2 separate regions of the Zea mays genome follow, and region 1 is linked to region 2. Evidence: chromatin contacts called from public Hi-C data. All regions are on one chromosome and are shown on one strand. The core of a region is the stretch at or near the end of the contact, and the rest is flanking DNA. Distances in the headings are between cores, read along the strand shown. Region 1 holds the start of LOC100277421. Region 2 holds the start of LOC103652160 (formin-like protein 12).

Region 1 (6,774 bases), core at 909-3,408, 220 kb after region 2:
CACCAATGGATGGCCAAAAAATACAACCTTTTAGTTCAGGAAATATAGAACAACAGCAAGTAGATTTTGATAAATCCATTAGAATCTCAATATAAATATAGAATATCGACGTCTATTCTTTTAATGTTTAATCCTCTATTCACAATAGTTAAAAAAAGCTATTGCTATGATTGTAACAAATTTATTAACGTAGGAATTCAATATTACAATAGTGCCAAAATGGATTGTTCGAAGGAGAAAAATCAAGTACAAATTGACAACCAATTGGACAAGCATGCAGTGGTTGATAATGAATCAGCTCTCAATGCAAACATCCTTAACATGCTAATATACTATAGAATAACAATTAGTGCTTTTGCATATCAGTCTATTCTATCATGTCGATTCCGTAGCAACGCACGGGCATATACCTAGTAGATTGATGAGGAGGTTGAGTTTATACGCTCTGAACTGCAATTCCTTCTTCGAGGTGCTGGTGCAAGCTACCAGTGTCACACAAGAACAGTTCAAGAGAATGTTTCTTTCTGTACAAATAACCGTTTATTTGAACTCAATGTTTACCATTTGCTTTGCATAAAAAAAGAAACATTTTGCAGAAATTTATGTCGGCTTACCACTATGTTTCTTTGTATCAGCTCTGTACCCTATGATCTGATCCTGTTGTTCTGATCAGAAACACAATCTATGATGATGCTACTATCTGTATTGTGCACGCACCAGACTGAAGCTGAAGGTGAGAGGGCATCAAGCCTGGAGGTCTCCCTTCTCCTCTGGCTCCAGCTCTCTGAGCTCGTCGGCTTCACTCCTCTTGCAGCTCCTGTAGAACATGCAGGTGACGATGATCTCCAGCACGACGCAGATCGCGTGGATGTAGGCGATCGAGAAGGCCTCGCCGGCGACACCCGGCGCGAGCCTCCCGTCCCTCCGACGCTGCGCGACGACGCGGAGTCCGAACAGCGCCTCGGCCGCCGCCATGCCGAGGTTGGTGGGCAGCGCCAGCGCCAGCGCCGTGGACACCCGGCCCCGGATCGCGACGCAGGCCCTGAGCACCGCGGCGTGGCCCGCGCACCCGGGCTCCGTGGCGGCCACGACGATGGCGAGGTTGCAGACCACGGTGGCGACGCCGACGACGAGCGAGTAGACGATGGCGCCCGCGGCCGAGAGCGCGAGCGTCCAGACGTGGGAGGTGAGACCCAGCAGGTCGGCGGCGCCGAAAGCCAGCAGCAGCAGCGAGAACACCGCGGCGTTGGCGGAGAGCATGAGGAAGGCGTTGAGGAGGTGCGTGGCGACGACGGCCGGGTACGCGCGCGCCACGGCCGCGCACGGCGGGAGCGCGGCCACGGCGACCCGCCGCCGCCGAGGCGGCGGCGACTCCGACGCGTCGTCGTCCCGGAGGCGGAGCATGGCGGCGACGCAGGCCTTGGCCAGCAGCAGGAAGGTGAGCGCGAACGGCAGCGTGGCCGCGAACGTGAAGACGGTCTGCGACAGCTTGGCCTCGAGCAGCGCGAAGAAGGGGGAGGGCGGGAACCCCGCGGCCGCGAACACGGAGCGGAGCCGCGCCGCCACAGCGCGCAGCGCCCACGACGACGGCGCCATCGCCTCCGACGCCAGCACCGCCGCCGAGAACGGCAGCGCCAGCAGCGCCGCCACGGAGGTGAAGCGGTGGTACCCGGCGAAGAACGCGGACACGGCAGCCCGCATGACCCTCGTCGTCGTCGCCCGCCCCGCTGTCGTCACACCGTCGCGCGCCAGCCCCGCCGCTCTCCCCATGTCGCACGCAACGCAACCCGCAAACCCGTAACCTCTCCGCTTCTTCTTCCTCACCTCAGAGAGCGAGCGAGAGGCGGAGGAGACGGAGCAATCAGCAGCAATGCAACAGCATACTCGCGCTCGCCACCTTTATGGCGGGACCGCTTGGCTGGCTGCGCGCCCGCCGATGGATGGATGGATGGTTGGCCGGTCAAGAGCAGGAGAGAGCTGGAATGGACGAGCGGATGATTGACTGACCACCTACTGACGGCGGCACTGACCCGGTACCGAACGGATGAGCACGGCGAGAGGCCACCGGGCGGGACCGCGGGAGGGCCTCTTTAGTTTACGGAGGAGCAGGGCAGAGGAGCGAGGTCTGAGCTGGCGACTGGCGTGGCAAGGCAGGTACTGGAGACGAAGCAAGCGAAGCGATTGGAGCTGAAATGAATAGAAAAAATCTGCCTGAAATTCATCTCGTCTCGGTACCATCTACTACTACTAGACTCCCTACCGAACACTATTTTATATGGATGAGACGTTGCAAGCATTGTAGGTGCCGTCGGGTACAAGGGCGGCGGCCTGGCCGCCAGGCTAGAGCTGGAGGGTGGCTGGTGCGGCGGCGAAGGCGTTGCTTCGATTATATCCCACTCATATTGCTGGCCCCGCCAGACTAAGGATCCGGAGAAGAGAGCATATACGCTTGCTGCTTGCAGACAGCGACGGAATCGGGCAGAGCTGGCAGGAGATAGCGGAAGGGAAGAGAGGGAAGCAGGGGGCAGGAGGGAGGGTGGAGCGGGAGTGAGACTGTCACTCTCCCTCGCTGTCGGGTGAAATTAGGCCCCATACCGAACTCACTGACTGACAGTTGGTTCCGACCATTCTTCAGCAGAAAGGTCGGCTCAGAACTGGATGCGTGCGAGGGTTGCCTTTCAGCTTCATCTCCCGGACTCTCGCGCCGCGCGCTACGGTGAGATTCACGGGCGAGTGGGCGACTGTACCGAGCACTACTGGCTAAAATGGCGAGCGATTCATGCAGGCCACAGGTGACAGGGTCCATGCGAGCGACTTGTCGCCATTAAAGGGGCCTCGTGTTTTGCTTGTCGCCGAGCGGTTGTTTCCTGGTCATCCGAAGAGGGCTGGCTGGCGCCTGGCGGTCGATCCACCAGCAATTAGGTGCACCTACGATCCGCGTACGACGAACCACGGCTCAGAAACAGAAAGGACGCAGCGCGGCCACCAAACGGTCCTAAACTCATATAATTCCGACCTGGTTTACTTTTTATTAAGTAAATCATTAACCACGGCTCAGAAGGGCATCTTTATTTTTTGGGGTGTAAGTAAAAAAATAAAATAAAGAGGAAACGTTTTCTTTTTCCGACCAGTTGGTTTTGTGCAGCTAGCAGCTTCTGCACTCAAAGCGAAAGTGATTGTACAGTGACGGACGGACGAAGCTGGTGCTGGTGCCGCTGCTCAAGAAACGCAAGAGTCCGGGAGATGAAGCTGAAAGGCAACCCTCGCACGCATCCAGTTCTGAGCCGACCTTTCTGCTGAAGAATGGTCGGAACCAACTGTCAGTCAGCTCTTCAGCGAGTGAGTTCGGTATGGGGCCTAATTTCACCCCGACAGCGAGGGAGAGTGACAGTCTCACTCCCGCTGCCCCCCTGCCCCCTGCTTCCCTTCCCTTCCCTTCCCTTTCGCTATCTCCTGCCAGTTCTGCCCGATTCCGTCGCTGTCTGCAAGCAGCGACCAAGCGTATATGTGTTGGCCACCAAAAGTGGCTTGCGGAGCGCAGTCCGCGCGCGCCGGATCAATTATGATTCTGAATTGAAGAGGAGACATATTCTTCGTGAAAATTTCTGTGAAGTGTGTGGGGAGGAAGGGGAATCTTTTTTTCCATATTACTATTGATTGTCCAGTTGCAAAGCAGTTCTGGCGAGTGGTTAAAAACATTACAGGGATAAAACTACCAGTTTTTTTGGAGGTCACCTGGGCAAAGGACTTATTGGCTGATGACCACTTCACTGATTCAGTTAAAACGATGGTTATTTGTGGTGCCTGGTCCTTATGGTCTGGAAGGAATGCTAGAAGGTTTGGGCGTGACCGCTGGAATCCATACGCTGCAGTGAGTTATGTGGCGAAAATGCTGGAGGATCTTGTTTGTTTAAAAGTGCCGGGGCCGCAAGCCTCTCTGCGTTGCCGGGTTAAATGGAAAGCGCCATTGGAGGGTTGGGTGAAAATTAACTTGGATGCTGCTTTTGTTGCTGAGACGGGCAAAGGGGCTGGGGGTGTGGTGATGAGGAACTCGCAGGGAGAGGTTTTGGCGGCAGCAACACAACTATATGAACACATCCCTGATGCGCTAACCAGTGAAGCTTTGGCTGCTCGTGACGGCGTGGTGCTGGCCCAGATGCTTAGCGTGGAAAAAGCGATTCTAGAAGTGGATAACTCTGTCCTGGTGGCTCTTCTCCGGTCTGAGGAGGGAAGAAGGAGTGCTATCGCAGGCTTATGGCAAGAAATCAAAGAGAAGAGTATGAATTTCAGATCTTTTCAAGTATCTTTCGTTAATAGAGAGGGTAATGAGGTCGCTCACCTTTGTGCAAGTAAGGCTATAGAGTTGGCTCCTGTGTTATTCTGGCTGGATTGCTTTCCTAGTTGGCTTATGGAAGCTGCTAGCAGGGATTGTAATGTCACTTTGAATCAATAATACAGAACGTGTGTTCTTCCTCAAAAAAAAGAAACGCACAATACATGCAACATGCATCTGGGCTCTAGTACACCGTGTGGATCCTAGGCATTGAAGCACGGAATAATTAGGAATTGGAATCGGCTTTCTTGAGTTCTGTTGTCTAGTTACACATGGAATTGAGATTGTTGAATCAGAGACTCGTTTCTCTAGAACTGGAATATAGCTATAAATTCCCTCTCACAGTACAAAGCGTTAGCCCTTTAATAAATTATGTGGAATTAATTCTAAACTCCAATTTAGTGGCGTCCAGACAATAGCATCGAAATTACATCTCATTTCAATACTATAGTTGTTGGTCACTTGTTCTCAAATAGTATAGATCAAAAACAAGGCAACACAATTGTTAATGGTCAAAGACTTTCGTCCTTCGAAGCATTATTTACTCTCGGATATAATGATCTTCAGACAAAGGTCATGAAATACATATCTTCATCATTTTAGTATAGGAATATCATCATTTTAGTATAGGAATATGAATAATTAAGCAATAGAACATAAGAAAACGAAGATCATGATTATAAATCAATAATATATTCACATGTATATTATGTGAATATGAGTAAATATTAATAATATTCATATTACATTAATATCTTCGGCTTGGCAGAAGGTAAAGATGCGAGAATGGCGCGAGAGTGATTACAATCCAGTATTAACAGTACGGTGCTACTGTTCATCTATTTATAGGCACGGGACACAGCCCGGACAAAATTAGATTTATGCCCCTGACATTTACTTGTGATTATAATACACACTATCACGGACTAAGTGGTCTTTTCCCCCTTTAAGTCGGTGTCGTCCTTGGTTCTCGTCACCATATCAAGCCGAAGCTCTCTGGCAATAGCTTCGGCGCCTACTCTTACCACCTTCGGGTTGCTCCTTTACACCGCGTATACTTTCGTCATTAGAGAATGTCTTTAACCAGAAGCCAAAACCCTCCTGTAATAAATCCATGTCCAACTGAAAACGCATGGTTAGTCACATTTTTGAGGACCTTCAGAAGAGGAAGACTCCCAACAGTAGCCCCTCGCAGTATTAAATTTTTTTCCTTATAACAAATTTAAATTGCGACCTGAACGAAGGCCTTTAGCCGAAGGTCCGAAAAAACACCTTCCCTTCGCTAGAATAGCGAACGAGACTGACATGTTGGACCCACCAAGCTGTGGCGCTATGCATATAAATATGAGATTGTGTTGAGAGCGTTTCTTGTGCTGTTTCAGTTGCTTACATTGTGCTTGCTGTTTTAAACTCTCTTGTTTTTTCGCGAGTTTGAGCTTCGACATTTCAACAAGTTTTGATTTGATGGCTGGTGAGAAGAAGACTGTGGACCCGACACTGTCCGAGTTTTATGAAGCTATGGAGAGAACTAATGCAGAAAAAATTGCACATGAAACATTAGCTGGAGTATCTGAGGATTCCAGTGACGGTGAAGACTTTGATGCTGAAAGTGAGACTGAGGATGCCGAAGATCGGTCCTGGAGGCCAAGTCATGTTGTTTTTGGGAAGTCGACAATCAAAAAGGACAGATTGATGCCATGAGAGGAAGGTATTTTCGTGACATTTCTATTGTGCGGGCTGGGGGAGAAAGTAATGTCCCTCTGCCCGAAGCTGACGAGGTAGTTGTCTATAGAAGTTTTATGAAAGCAGGGCTTCGGTTCCCTTTGGATAGTATGCTGGTCGAAGTACTGAAAACCTTCAAAGTCTACATTCATCAGCTTACCCCTGAAGCCATCATCGGGATAGGGGTTTATATTTGGGCCATGAGGAGCCAAGGACAAGAGCCGAATGCAAAATATTTCTGCAACTTGCACGAATTTTCTTATGAAGCGAAGGCTATTGGAAAAGAACAATACCACAACAATTTTGGTTGTTATGGCTTCGTGACCCGTTCCGAAGTAAGCAATCCAGTGCCAACGTTTCGCAAGAGATGGCTAGAAGCCTGGATGCAAGAATGGTTCTATGTGAAGAACGATCTTGCTGAGAGAGAAGACATCAAAGGAATTATCCAACGTCCCATATGGTCTCACTTCAGCATTAGAAGACCATCTCTTACTCTTGGAAACGACATTGAAGCATGCCAAGCTGCTTACAACACGGTACGCACCTACATAGGCACCAGAGACTTAGTCCAAGAGCAATTTGCCTACAAGGTGTGGCCACTCGGGAGTGGGTGGGAGATGTCGAAGGAGGTTGCTGCTGGGTCTAGCCAGAGTGGCTTGATTTACTTGAAGTATACTTTCAAATACAGGTGCCAATTTGACGAACCAAACGACGACTGG
Region 2 (6,426 bases), core at 1,660-4,159:
CAATCCAAGGTGAAAGGAATAGGTTGTGTAGGCCATCCTATGCCGTCATCCATTCTGCATATGTACCCAAGATACCGAAGATGAGACGGTTGTGGATTCAATGTGGTTAGCATCTGAAGAAGCTCCTTTGGGGCTTGCTTGTACACCATATCTAGAGTTCTTTGCTCCCCATTATATTGTTTCCTGTACAGAAGAAGACCTGCAAGCATAAATGCCAACACTGGCCATCCATCTTTCTCACAGTGCATTAGTAAAATATTTTGCTGCCCTTCAAGCATAAGCCACCTTTCACTCAGCCTTAGGAAGTGGAGAATGATATCCAAAGGAAGTAACGGGCATCCTAGATACTTGCAAGGGTAGTCTTTGGCTGTAATATTGTACTTGGAGAAAATGCCTGAAATAAGACTTTTTCCTTCATCTCTAAAGTTAAGTACCATCAATGAAGAATCTGCAAACTGTTCACGGAGCTGCAAAATAATGTTGTCCAGGTAATTCTTGTATCTGTATTGGTCCATGGTTTCTGTTGAGAAGCAACAATCGAATACTGCAAGCACAAACAGACCAATCATTGCACATTAATGTCAGACTTAATTTGACAATGTCTATAACCATCATAGAAGTATGGTGCAAGGCCAGAAGCCACCCATTCAATTTTTTTATACGAGACTACAGAAGTAGCAGATCAATACATGATAGCCTTGATCCTACATAATCAAATCATAAACGCATGAGCTGGTGTGTAGAAAGAACAGGACAGTCCTGTCAGAAGTTACACAATGGTGACTATATCCGATCGCTCTGGACATAATCACAACCTCCACACAAATCCAAGAATTCGCCGAACTATGGACCAGAATACAAATTGTACAGATGCTGCTCGGCATGCAGGATTCTATAACTCGGAAATGGATGGCTGACGGAAAATATTCCACATGTTCAGCATACAAGATCCAGTTCGGAGGATCGCATCGAAAATTCCAGGCCGAGCTCATTTGGAAGGCGCAGGTGGAAAATAAATGCAAAGTCCACGCCTGGATACTCATGCACAACAAAGTCCTAATGGTGGACAACCTACAAAAGAGCGGGGTTCCCACATTAGGACCATTGTGTCTTGTGTAATGGGCCTCTAGAGATAACAGACAAGGTTACACCTTTCTTTGCTGTGCCCCTTCGCAAGGGCCAATTGGAGCCAGGTGCTATCCTGGAAGAATTTCAATGTGCAGCTACCCTAACAGGACCCCGCCTGCATTACCGATTGGTGGGAGGAAGTAGTAAGCAAGGTGCCAAAGCACGACCGCAGCCGTTTCAACGGAGTGGTAATCTACATTGTGTGGTACCTGCGGAAGGAGAGAAATAGGAGGATTTTTTAAGATGTGTACAAGACATCGCAGCAGGTCACCTCATCGACCAAAGAAGAAATAGTGCAAAGATGTAGGACGAATGGACGATGTTCTTTGCGGGTTACCCCACCAAGAGTGGGGGAGGGCTTCTCTTTTTGTCCTAGGACCGGTCTGTTGGGCACAATGGGCGTTCAGCTTACATAAAACTCCCTTTTCCTTGCTTAATTGAGCAGTGCCTTTACTTAAAAAATGCATGAGAGTTATCCTGTTAGTCCTACTAAGAAGTCACCTAGTTGCACTACTGAAAACCCATCAGCAAACAATTAAATACAGCAACACAAAGATGCCAATCAGTATTTCTACTTATGTGAAACTTCATGTCTTCAAACATGTTAGCAGCATTTTAGACTAAAATGCACTTCTTATTCAATTTTTTTTCTGATAGTGAAGTAGCAGATTAAGACATGATCGCATTGTTCTTGTTGATCAGCAAGCATTATCGTATTAGGCATAGACTAAATGTCACAGCTCCTCATCTATCTTCAAACATGGGTGTTACATTAATCGCATAACATAGAAACTTCAGAATCAAACCCTTGCACCAGCCAACGAGGTTGCTGGCAACGTTACTATTAATGTGCAGTAATAAACACGGGAAAAATACAGCGGTAGTCGAACAGTGAGCGAACCCTTCTTTTTGAGAAGCATAGCTCGAACGAAACTAGAATGGGGCCATAGAATCATGGTGGCACCGTAAGCTGATGCAGCATGCACAAGGAAGGCATGTTAGCTGGAAGCCTGAAAACAACATCCAGAGAAATTTGTTCCGGCACTGAGCGAAATTACATAATGCAGCTGCATTTCCGGTGCTAAAATCAATAGAACCTCCGATTGCACACACCCCGAAGTACCCCCCAAATCGGTAATTCGGTTCGGTGGCGGCAGTCGAACAGGAGGCGCGGGGTTACCGTACCGTAGACGCGGTCGGCTATCTCGAGGAGCCGATCCGGCGGCTTCCGATAGAAGAGCCTCCGGAACAGCGCCATTCCCTTGCGCTTCCGACCGCCGTCGGCGTCGCCGCCGTCTCCGGCGGCCTGCCCCCGGACCCACTTGCTCCGCGACGCCCGGGACCAGCCGACCGCACTCTTGCCGGCGGCCAGCCAGCCAGACCGCAGCGGCGGCGCCAGCGATGATCGGGCCCCGTGCTGCCCGCTGCCGCCGCCGACCTAGCACCCACTCGCCAGCGGAGGCTAACGATACGAACGCCGGCGATCGGGTGCGCCACGCACGCACCCGCCCGCCAAGCTCCCGGCTCGAGTCGCGGGAGGGCAATGCCGCGCGCGGCGGAATTCAGACAGCTAGGGTTTCCTTTCCCCCTCTCGTTGAGGAATTCTTTTTTTCGAGCGGAACTTTTTTTTCTGCTCGTGCTGCTAAAATTATTTTTGGGGTGTTGGAGGTGGCGGAGAAGGAAACGGAGGAAGACAGAGGGGAGACGACGGCGGAGGCGGAGGCGGCAGGCAGAGCAGAGCAAAGCTGAGCACGCGCGAGCACGATTGCTCGAAACAAACACACGATGAAATGCCTCGGGGGTAAGATTTTTTGTGCGTATGACATGTGGGGCCCGGCGCCAACGGTTGCACCGGTGCGCGCCACGCTGCTCGGCGCATGACATCACATCAGGCAGCGGTCACCGTGTGGGCTTTTTCATGATAGGCCGGATCTGCACTAGTCAGGAGCAATTGGGATGGGCCCGTAATAGCAGGATGAATCAAAGTTAGCCCAACGAATGGTACTCTTGCCGTGTTACAGAGAGCCCAACGTGTAACGGGCTGAATCCAGAGCTAGAGATTTCCGAGTCCGGTTTCTAAGAAATTTTTCATCTTTCCAAAAAAAAGTGATGGCCTGAGTTCATCATAGTTTAAATTCTGTCCAAATATGGAATCTGTTTAATGTCAAGAAAATAGACGAAGTCTCTATCCAAAATCAATGTTTAGGCATTTTTTTAGATAAGGACCTCAATCAAAGCCAAAAACCATCACACTTAAAAGAGCTTCGGACGACGAAGAAATGGGAAAGTGAAGGGGAGCTTCAGTGCCTTCACAATGGTCTATGGATAAAACAAGTTAAGAAGGTTTACATGGAGAAGAAAATCAGGATTGTAAAATGGTGTGATTGTACCCTCTCGTTAGCGAAGGACTACGGTGTAAACGTAAGGGCAAGGTTGCAATTTCATATGAATATGTATATCGTTCGAACCCTATAAATAGATGAATAATATCACTGTTACGGGGATCGGTCATATGTAACCTTGCGTCTATAGCATCTTTTTCCCGAGAGAACCTCCAAAGATACTACAATGTCGAAGTATATTTGGATGTTCCCTCCCTATGTTATCTGATATCTGTTATTCAAAGTAACCTAATCATTGAGCTTGACTGTTGCATATATGAAACTAGTTCATTGTCATCAATTACTTTGTATAATGTCATTTGTTTATACATTTAGTATGTTAACCCTTGTACTTGTTCCATGTGCTCTCTGGACACGGAGAACACAATCACCCTTCTCCCCTTCGACACCTTTGGAGGGGAGAAGGATTTGACAAGATAATCATATGACCATTAATATTCAGGTATGTTAAAAACAATGAGCTTCAAAACTGTGGATCAATTAAACATTGGAATCTTGATCATCAATTTCATTATATACACATCTTATGAAAGACAAAACTCTGTTGTCAGGGTCAAAACCGGGTCCCCAAGGCCCACGAGTCGTGATGAGTAAAGATACTCTGAAAAGGCTCGAGTAAGGCCCAATCTGCTTCTGGATCATGAGTAAACCGCTAATGTTTGCCCCTAGTCCCGATGTGAAGCAAGGACGCCTAGGGGTTGGGCAAAACGAAAAAGGGTTGAACGAGCCCTAAGTCAACCTAGGGGTCAGGCGAATCGTGCCTAGCCTAAGGGGATGACCAAACTAGACACAGGCACAAACAAACCACACACGGGTCAACGATCAAAAGAATGAGGATGACCACTCCATGATTAGCCTTCGTCATCATAACGGTCGCCACAACATGGAGGGGAATGGAGGTTGTTCCTATTCTGACTAACATCCACATCCATTACGTCTAAATCAACCATGAAGCACTCATTCCTCTCGTACGGATATAGGAAACGACACTATGGATGGACTACACTGCATGGTGAACCGTCAGATATTGGGGATACGAACGAGCCCATTGATAAGCTGACCGACCCTTGAAGCACGACCACTATCATAGGTGATACTGTGCTACCAACTTCGGCTTGGACCCCCCCTCGCTAAAGCCCAATACGTGCATGAAAGGGAAATGGCCTTAAACCATTTATTATATTGTTTTTTGTGCTTGATGACCATCACAACCATTCGGACTAATTAGTTTGCCTAGTTTTTGATTCACAGGTTCATAAGTTCAACATTTAGTTTCTAAGTCACAATAAGCTCAGATACAACGAAATAGGGGTAAAACATGGAATAGATGAACTACCAATAGTTCTACTCTTTGGATAAGTTCTAAATACCCCGAGGAACCTATTCAACACTTCTAGAGAAGTTGGAAAGCTCAGAATCAACTTCTCACTATTTTGGAGCTAGTTTGAGCAAAAGAAGAAATATGAGTTAAAGAATTAAAATGTTTAAGATCCATGACTTAGACTAGATGGACAACCACTAGAGATATTCTTCTAAGTCATAGGATCTCTCTCAAGTTTAGCCAAAGCAACTTGGAGAAGATTGTTCAAAGATCAACGACAAGTCAGAAACTCAAGTTCTGAAATCGCCAAGTGCGGACCGCCTGGCCCCTTCTGGCGGACCGTTCGTGACACCGCTATGACTTTGGATAGGAACTATAAATCGTGGACAGTCCGGCTATAAATCGTGGACTGTCCGGCTATAAAGCGTGGATCGTTCAGCTATAATTCATGGACCGTCCGCACGTGAAGATCTGGTTCAGCCTGAAGGTGACTAGTTGTGCAAAAGGATTTCTAGAACTGGCGCAGACCATCCGGGACCAAGGGCAGACCTCCGCGTATCGAGACAATTGTTGATCTAGCCATTGGGTTGTCAGACATAACCGTTGTAACGTCAGATCCTACCGTTGGAGGGTCGTGGATCATCCGGGCCCAAGCTGCGGACCGTCCGCCAGTGCGCAGAACAGACAGACAGGGCATAACAGTTATATGGGTGGTTGGAGGCTATAAAAGGGACCCCAACCAGCCCATTCTCATTGATTGATTGATCCATATCATACACAGGAGTTGGGTATTCACTCCTGTCTACTAGTGCAGCACTTCTATACACATCAAGGCCTCACAAGTGCCACAAAAGAAAGATCAAGCAAGAAAGAGCTACTCGTGTGTGTTTAGCGATAGTGCATTATGAGAATCATTGAGAGAAAGTGTGAGCTACCTCTTGTGATCATTTGAGCGTGGAGTTTTGACTCCCATTCATTGTAAAGCTAGCAAGAGCCCCTTATCTTTGTGGTTGGCCTTGTGGAGACTTTGGTCTTCGGACTGTTCGGTGTGCACCGGACTGTCCGGTGCACCCTCTGCCAGTGGGGACAGCCTGGCCCAGAGAAGAGGGTTCCCTGCGTAGAAACATGAGAGCGCGCAGTTCACGAGTTGAATTTTAGTGGCACACCGGATAGCGCATCAGACTGTCCGGTGCGCACTGAACAGTGATTGTTCACTGTTCGGTGTGCCATCTGCCCAACGGCTAGCTGTCAGAACTAGCCGTTGGAGTCGACCGTTGGTGCACCGGTGGCGCACCACAGTCCGGTGCGCCCATGCGCAGCAGGGTTTGTGTAACGACTAGTTGGTGGGTGAGGGCTATTTATACCCCTCCACCCACCATATTGATTGTCTTGTTGCCCACATTTACTCCTACACTTTGGTAGAGCATTGCAAGCACCACAAAGCCTAGTGAGGTGATTTGAGAATCTTAATCCCGCATTTGGACCTCATTAGCGCTAGCGAGAGCCACCTAGAGCACACACCGCATGCATTTGGCTTCTCTTGGTCAAGTGAAAGTCTACGGCTTGTTACTCTTG

What was found. A called contact is a pair of places that touch in the nucleus more often than the background predicts.
Region 1: a Hi-C map of ear shows a contact between it and region 2, with 5 times the contacts expected there. The contact joins the promoter of LOC100277421 here to the promoter of LOC103652160 in region 2. A contact is called at or near these places in 3 of 25 Hi-C or Micro-C datasets (ear, leaf and tassel).

Annotation. Positions count from the first base shown.
Region 1 is chr3:126,600,941-126,607,714 of Zm-B73-REFERENCE-NAM-5.0, forward strand. It overlaps LOC100277421, which reads right to left and starts at 2,159. Exons shown (of 1, transcript NM_001150985.2): 1 at 304-2,159. The coding sequence starts at 1,770. The coding sequence ends at 745.
Region 2 is chr3:126,380,208-126,386,633 of Zm-B73-REFERENCE-NAM-5.0, forward strand. It overlaps LOC103652160 (formin-like protein 12), which reads right to left and starts at 2,910. Exons shown (of 18, transcript XM_035966297.1): 1 at 1,152-2,910; 2 at 1-1,071.